Linked DNA regions of Ovis aries: region 1 is linked to region 2. The links are chromatin contacts, called in public Hi-C maps. All regions are on one chromosome and are shown on one strand. Each heading gives the region's core, a stretch centred on a gene start, on an enhancer-like site or on the middle of the called end of the contact. The rest is flanking DNA. Distances are from core to core; before and after follow the strand shown.

What was found. A called contact is a pair of places that touch in the nucleus more often than the background predicts.
Region 1: a contact with region 2 is called in a Hi-C map of liver, with 4 times the contacts expected there. The contact joins two enhancer-like sites. A contact is called at or near these places in 2 of 16 Hi-C or Micro-C datasets (liver and muscle).

The regions. Positions count from the first base shown.
Region 1 is chr26:19,116,937-19,121,003 of ARS-UI_Ramb_v3.0, forward strand. The region is part of intron 7 of MTMR7 (myotubularin related protein 7); the gene reads left to right. Among named protein-coding and RNA genes, the nearest start is that of TRNAE-UUC, 15 kb to the left of the region's middle. Within about 2 kb of position 2,590, at least 12 of the 54 cell types and tissues checked have an H3K27ac peak or open chromatin away from gene starts, as enhancers often do. A contact at or near this core is called in liver, where this site is marked.
Region 2 is chr26:18,946,891-18,950,755 of ARS-UI_Ramb_v3.0, forward strand. The region is part of intron 1 of SLC7A2 (solute carrier family 7 member 2); the gene reads right to left. Among named protein-coding and RNA genes, the nearest start is that of SLC7A2, 18 kb to the right of the region's middle. Within about 2 kb of position 1,866, at least 5 of the 54 cell types and tissues checked have an H3K27ac peak or open chromatin away from gene starts, as enhancers often do. A contact at or near this core is called in liver, where this site is marked.

The sequences.
Region 1 (4,067 bases), core at 1,340-3,839, 170 kb after region 2:
CCTGAGATTACTGACTTATTAGATGAGAAGCAGCCAGTAAGACGTGGCTGATAAACCTGGTCATTGTCCCTCGGACTTGCCCAGTGAGGTTTGCAGTGAGTGTTCTGTTAGAGCAACCGGGCTCTGCATCAGGCTCACTGGTTATCAACTCATGGTTATTTGGCAGAAAGAAATCCATCAAGAGTATGACCCTTGCTCTCTGTGTTGTAAGAGGATGGATAATGTGGCGTGAGAGCGCTGGATGGCGGTGCCTGGGGTAGACAGTAGGACCACAAGCACCGAGGCAGAGAGGAAAGAGCATGACCCTTTCGGGGGGTGTGCATTGTGACCAGGATTCCTGCTCAGGGATTCCCTGGCTGAGTGACCAGGGATGATTTAGTAAACCTCTTTAAGCCACACTTGCCAGTCTGAAAACTGGGAGCGAACATACCCTGTGTGGTGGACAGTGGATGTAGAAGAACCCAGCACAGTACCTGTTTATGGTAAATACTTCATCACTAGGAGCTACGTAGTTATCTCAGACACTCATCTGTACATCAGACAGTTACCGAGAGTTTTCTTTATGCTGGGCATTGCAGAGAAAAAAAATGTTTCCTTTAGTAATACAAAGTGACTTTTGATGTAGGGCAAAAGTCAGGGTAGGAAGAGAAGATAATGCTTGCTTACAAGTGATCTCCCTGCGGGCTATCCTTGGGTGAGTCATATGGTGGGATGTTTTAATTGGATGTCAAAGCCAAAGACTTTGCCTCTGGGTGACTTTAGCAAAGGAAAGGACAAGAGAAAACAGATTTAATGAGAATGACTATTTTTAATCCTAATTATGCTTTACCTTGATGATCCCCAGGACAATTCAGGTTAAACATTTTCACCCTCGGAATTATCATTTCTGTTTTGTTCATCTTGACAGCTAGTTTTTTTGATAACTAAAACATTTACGAAAGGAACACTTGGAGAAGAAAGTGTCTCCCATAAAACTAAAGATAGACATGATTCATATTAGGGAGTACACGAGCAGTTTTTCCATAAGGCTGTGATTGAGATTAGGCAATTCAGTCTCTGCTTGCCAGTGACAATGTGGTTTCAGACTCAGTGAGCATGTTGGTCCTGGCAGCTTTATGGAAAGATTCTCCATTCGTTATGTTCCCAGCTACACATGCTGCTTTTTTCACCACTTCTGTTATTTGCTGCCAACATCTTAATCTTATGTGATTCGTGGCCATCTCTCCAGCATCTAGTCACTAATATCTTATATCCACCTAGCTTCCCTGCTCTCAGGGTGCTTCCTTTTTCCAAACTAGACTTCTCTATTTCCATCTGCCTTACATTTCCTATTTTAGTCTTTGTCATTCCTTAAGCCCCACCTGCAGCTGAGTCCCGAATTGAGGTGGCCCATTTACTTTTCAATTTTAGATCTTAGAGATGAGAAAGACCGTTCCACAGGGCTGGTCTCCACCCAGCCGCTCTGGAGAAAGAAATGAGCTTCATGTAGGAAACAGCAAAGGAAGATCACCAGAGGTTAATTTTATCCCGAATAAATTTCCTATTTCCTCAGGTACCATAATAATCTATCTTTTCTTTTTAAATGTTGTTTTTATGCTTGTGGGGTATGTATAGTTACCCTGTTCTGTATAAGACCAATGTCACTAGACCTGGACATTAAACTCCCTGTTAGTAAGTCACAGTTCTCTGTGATCCGGGCCGATGCCTGCCTCTGAGGTCAACTGAAATGAACTTTGTTCAGCAAAATGGTTTGTCATTATTGGTTTGGGTTTGGCAACAAGGGTGAATGGATCAGTATTTCCGCCTTATCCTGAGTTTATCCAAACAAACCCACCAGTTTTACATGTGAAAATTCAGGCGCTAACTGTTGGAGTCTCGAGTGTACCCCCCATCTGACCACCTGCGGGCTGATTGCTTTCAAGAAGCACCCCTCAGCATCTGACGGCGAGCACGCTCTCAGTGAAAAAAAAAAAATGCATGAAAGCCAGGGTGGCTGTTCCACCGAACATCCCGTTTAGATGTAACTAAAAGCAGACGTGTTAAACAGGGAGCCGTCCTCAGTGTGGAGGGAAGCAGCAGCTGGCCCCCTGGCCGCAAGCTCAGTGAGGAGGCGGCCTGGGTATTCTCTCCCGGGGCGCCTTTTAGGGCCTTGTTCTCTGAGCCGGCCGGTCCCCTCTTGCCTGTTGGCCCTGGCCGCTCCCTTAGCTGGAAAGCCCGGTATGTTTATTTTTAAACGTGCTGTCATTTCCACACCTGGTGGGAAGAGAAGGCGCAAGGGATCATTTGTTCTTGGACTGAGCTTCAGAGTTTGGACACCAGGACATCCCTCCCACTCCCTGGACTTTTTGAAATGGAGGCGGATGCCAGCCAGCCCTGAGCGCTTTCAAACACCCAGAAAGTCGAGCTGGTTCAGTGAAACGAACGTTTGCCAGTCAGCGTTATCTGTGGAAGATTTAAAGGCCTCAGTGTGTCCTGAGAATGCTTGGTGGAATGTGTGTATTTAGGATGGAGTTGAACGCTCTGGGTCACGGCCAGGGCTCGACAGATGGACCAAATGGCAGGCGCCCGCGGGAGGGGCTGCATCGCAGAGGGTGTGGGGATGTCCGTGCGCCACGCGGAGGGCGCGTGCGGTATAGCTGCCGGCCCCATCCTCAGCGGAGGACAGATCCGCTCCCCGCCCACCTGACTCAATTTCTCACCAGGGCCGCGCGCATTTTTCAATTGCAGTAGTTTCGGTGCCTGTCTTCAAGCTGCGTATGTACATAATCCCCCAAGGTCACGGGGAAGGTTTTCCCAGGGGCGCTGTGGCAGGATTGTTTTATGGCACCAACTTCTGCACGTGCTCCTGTCTTAGAGATGCTCCTTGGCCCAGGAGTGAGCCAGCCATCCTTTCCCATTTCCCCTAACCGACTGCCCCTTTGCCACCTTGCAAAAGGCAAACACCTTCATGCTTATCATGGTGCATTATTCCACGGTGCATGAGAGGGTGCGTGCTAAGTCGCTTCAGTCTTATCCAACTCTTTGTGACCCTATGGACTGTAGCCCGCCAGGCTCCTCTGTCCATGGGTTTCTCCATGCGGGAATACTGGGGTGGGTTGCCATGCCTTCCTGCAGGGGATCTTCCTGACCCAGGGATTGAACCCGTGTCTCTTATATCTACTGCATCGGAAGGTGGATTCTTTATCACTAGTGCCACCTGGGAGGCTCCATGGTGCATGAGAGGGCACAGAGTTTTAAAAATCATTGGAGAGGCATGTATGCAAAAACTTTTGAAAACTGCAAATCAGGTTAATCTTACTTGAACAAACTGAATCCCTGCTGGTGGAGACGGGGCAGCACCATGGTGTCAGGCAAAGGGACAGTGCCTTGAATCAGAGTGAAGCCCATTTCTCCTGCTTGGTGTCTAGCTCAGTGCAGGTTTTTGGAAGGAAGAATTTGGAATCTTAGCTGAAGATATTCATAATACTGTTTTCTTATGAAGGTTTTTTTTTTTTTTTGCTGGGAATCTTGGTGTTATTTCATCATCGCTGCCATCTGTGACTCAATTTTTTTTGTGTGTGACTCAATTTAACTGTTATACTTGTGCTTTTTTGTGTGGTTCTTATGTTCCAGGAAATATGAGTGAACCTTCTGTTATCTGGCATATTTGAGGGAAGGGCATCTGATAAATGGTTGTTAACAGTTAATATGTATTACAAATGCACAATGCTTTTAAAAGACAACACATTTAAATCTGGGAGTTTAGAGCTGGAAGGGCACTTAGATATAATTTAGTACACTTTCCCTATTTTAAACAGGAAGAAACCAAAGCCCAAGGAAATAAACAAACTCGATGCCCATTATTTAATTTCCTTGATTAACTTATAGGATTCCTCAAAAGAGCTTTATAGGTATGAACCTGGTGAACTTTGGAATGTCATCTTTATGTTGTAGTCAGAACACTGAGCAGTAAAGCTTTTTCATGCTTCATGTTAACTAAAAGAGCAGCTCTTGAGAGGAAACCGCCTGTGATGATATTATAGAGGTGTTTACACACCTGCCTTAGTTTTGTAAAACACAGGTATCTT
Region 2 (3,865 bases), core at 616-3,115:
GGTCAGGAAGATCACCTGGAGAAAGAAACAGCAAACCACTCCAGCGTTCTTACTTGGAAAATCCCATGGACAGAGGAGCCTGGCGGGCTACCGTCCAGGGGGTCACAAGAGTCAGATATGTCTGAGCAATTGAGCAGCACAGTCCATGAAATTATTTTCATATTTTCTCTTGAGTATTTATAAATTTGATTTTTAAATACATAGACTGAGTCTGCTAGATGGTCATTAGGAAACATTCTAAAGGTTAAGCAGATGATTTCCATGTCACCAAAAGACAAACATTTTATGAATATTCCCCAAAAGTAGAGCTTGTGCAAATTCTTGAATTCCCTAAACTCTTACTACTCAGCTTCTCTATTTTATTTATCTAACGTCAACAAAGACCAAGTTTGTTTAAGAATCTTTCACAGGAAGGTTCCAACGAATCCTGTTTGTGGGAAGGTCACTGTTTGCAACCAGCAAAATGTTTCATCATCTTCAGCCCTCACACCATCCATTGCTTAATGTCCTCTGAGCACGAGCTCACATGCACTCAGTCCCTACCAGAGCGCACAGAAGGCAGGATTCTACCATGATCATTTGAAGGTAAGCAGTTCATTGACAAGTTAAATCTGGCAAACAAATCCTTCTGGATTATCACTTGTGCCTCCCTCCAGACTTGCCACACTCCTACAGTTCTCCAAACTCCTATCTGTATAGTGTCCTTTTTCTAGGGCAGCTTTCTGTGGGTGTAAAGATAATTTACTGAGGCAATAGAAAAAAAATGCGACAAAACCACAATTTTTGGCCACTTTCTTGTTTCATATTCTGTTTATTTGGCTTTTAAAAAGACTTCTAAACATTTCCCTTTTCTTCAAATAGAGAAATGCTTCTAACCCAAATATTATTTCTAATGGGGCAGACCAAGGGCCTAGCACATTGAAAGCACTCAGTGAAGGATATTATTCAGCTTGAAAAATTAAAGCAAACTTCTCTGGTGGGCTGAAAGGATAATAACATAAATGGAGCAAAAATACAGGGGCAGGGAATACACAGAAACATGGTTCCATGCTGGGTTACAACTTTATCTAGGTGCAGGCAGAGAGTCTACTTCTGAGTCATCTTTGATCCTTGCCCCAATCAATAACTTTTGGTAATTTTTCCACTTCCAATAAAATGCTATTTCTGTAGACAGCCAAGTAAGCACAGGACAACTTAACACATATGCTAAGAGCTTGTTCCTAGTGGCATCCTGTGGCTCTGTGCAGCTGAGAACCTAGTCTTTATTTCAGGGGTCCGTGTGTGTGCCCATCATGTGTGTGCCCAGGTAATAACAGGAGGTGTTGAAGACAAATATCTGAGAAAATACGGTAGGACAGAGTAAGGATCCTGCCCCCTCCTGACCAGCTACCAGGGTGTCAAAGGAGCACAGACAGCACTCAGTCCCAGCACACAGGCTCAGCCCTGCTTCTCTGAGGCCAACAATGCTTCTCATGCAGACCCTGGATCATTTTCATCCCCTTGCCCAAGAGGTTGTGTTGCTACCACCACAGCAGTCTTTAGGGCACAGACTCAATGATATTCTGTAGCTTCAGTTAAAAGGAATTCCAAACACAATTTCCCTGAGCATGGCCACTGGGTCATATCTCCTGAAAGAAGGCCCCAGCAGAAAGGGGGGAAACGAAAGCATTAAGAAACGCGCCCTCACATGTGGGTTTCATTTTGTCCTTTCCTAATTGTCTACCCGCTAGCCCGTGCATCATTCTGGGCAGGGACACAAAGTAAAAAACCTGGGCTTGCTTCAAGGCTTCTCCTCGAGCCTTCCTCCTCAGCCAAGCATCTCCCAGCACCCTCTGGTAGCGAGAGCTGTGCTGCCAGAGAGCCGGAGAGAGGCCCTTTGTTCCCCCGGCGTCACCTCTGGGCTGTCTTCTCAGTGAGCAGGTCTGGCCCAGGGTCCGGGACCCCTGGATGGGTGGTGATTCTGCGGGTGTCCGACAGCAGAATTCCCTTGGTGTGAGTCCTTAGCCAAGAAGGTGACACAAGCTAACAGGAGGGAAACAGCATGCCTAGAGCAAAACGTTGAGAAACGATCCACATCCTGCCAAATTAATCTGGTGTGAATTATTTCCAGTCCTACTTTCCTGTCAATCACAGAGAACAAACACAGGCCATTCACATTCTCTTTTGTGTGTGGGGAGAAGCAGAAAGCAAGTCAAATCTTGCCTAAATTCTATAAGGATTTCTCTGCACTTTTTTTGAAGTTGTAAATATGTTTTAAACCTCCCTCTCTCAAAATGATACAATTTCATATTTGGAGTATGTTTTTCCTAGAAGGAAAGGACTGTAAAAAGCTCAAGGAGTACAAAAAAAGATAAAGAGGGGAAAAATGTAGTTACCTGGCATATATTAGCCTAATCAATAATGTCAACAAACTAGTAAGAGTAAATACCATCATGGTACTATGTGTTTTCTTTTGAAATTAAATTGTATCTAAAAAATGCTAAGCCTGAAATAGGTTTACAGTGGGTCATTTCGGAAACATGCACTTTGACTCCAGGTTAAAAATTTAAGTAACCTTAAAGCGGGTAACAGAATTGATTTGCTTTTAAGATACTTTAAATTTTTATATAGCACTTCTGTGGTCACAAATCAACAATGGAGTATAAAATAAACTAACATAATACTCTAAAATATATCCTCTTTTTTCAAAGAGCTGGAATTTACAAATAAGAAAACACTAACACTACTGCCTATGGCGACTTCATTTCTTTTTGTAGTGGGGGACTTGGTTACCTCAATTAAAAATTTCTGTGAATATCCTTCTTATTGCTATAACCTCAGTTCATTCATGGTTCTCACTTCCCAGGAGCTCAATTATTCCTTCCTCCAATTCAGACACCTCACTTCCAACCAAATTACAAACTCTTTATCTCACCCTCCACAGTCCAAACTATGACCCAATCTGTGTTTCCATCCTTCTCTTCTTTAGGATTAAATCAGTTAAGGCAACTAAAGTGTTTAAAACAGTGCCTGGCACACAGTAGGTGCTCAATAAATGTGAGCTATTACTATCATTCCTCTTCTCTTTCTCTTCCTGCAGTCCTCCCATTCCCTTACATTCTATCTTACTTTGGTCAAAGAGAAGTGTGTGCTCTTTTCCCAAGAGATCTCACATTTGTCAGAGTTCTTTGCTCACTGTTTCTCCATCAAGAATGCCTTTCAAGCCTCAATCTCTGTTTGTATTTGGTTGGTTAAAAAGTTTGTTTGGATTTTTCTGTAACATCTTATGGAAATCTCGAATGAACATTTTTGGCCAACCCAATACATATCCCTTTACTCCTTTCTCAAGATCCTTTGCAAATCCTGTCTTCCTCATAAAACTTCCTCATGGTCCCCTCAAGCAGAAGAGACCCCTCTTTCGAAAGCCCATTATGGTCTGTGGACACATCCATGTCTCTGGACGGCATTCATCATCTATGCCCTGGATTGGTGCATTACATGTATTTGGCTTATCACCCCAACCCCAACACATATGCATTTGATAAGCCTGCAAGGCAGAAACTTTGTTCTGTGTGTCATCACATAACCCCTCTGGGAGTTACCACACATGCTTGAACTGAAAAAGATGCTAAAATATGTTTAATTTTCTGAGGTGAAAGTAATTTCTGTTGAGAAAACCAAAGTTTAGAGAGGTGAAGTATCCGCTGGCATGGAGCAAAGTCAGGCCACAAAATCAAGTCTAACTCTCCACAGTAAGATATACTATAGGCATGAGCCTTTCAGAAGCAAAGGAATAAAGTCTCACAATGTTTCTCTTTTGTTACTGCTGCTGAAGTTTTGGAGGCTTTGTGCCATCTAAGGAGATAAGCGTGAAGCGTGTCTTCCT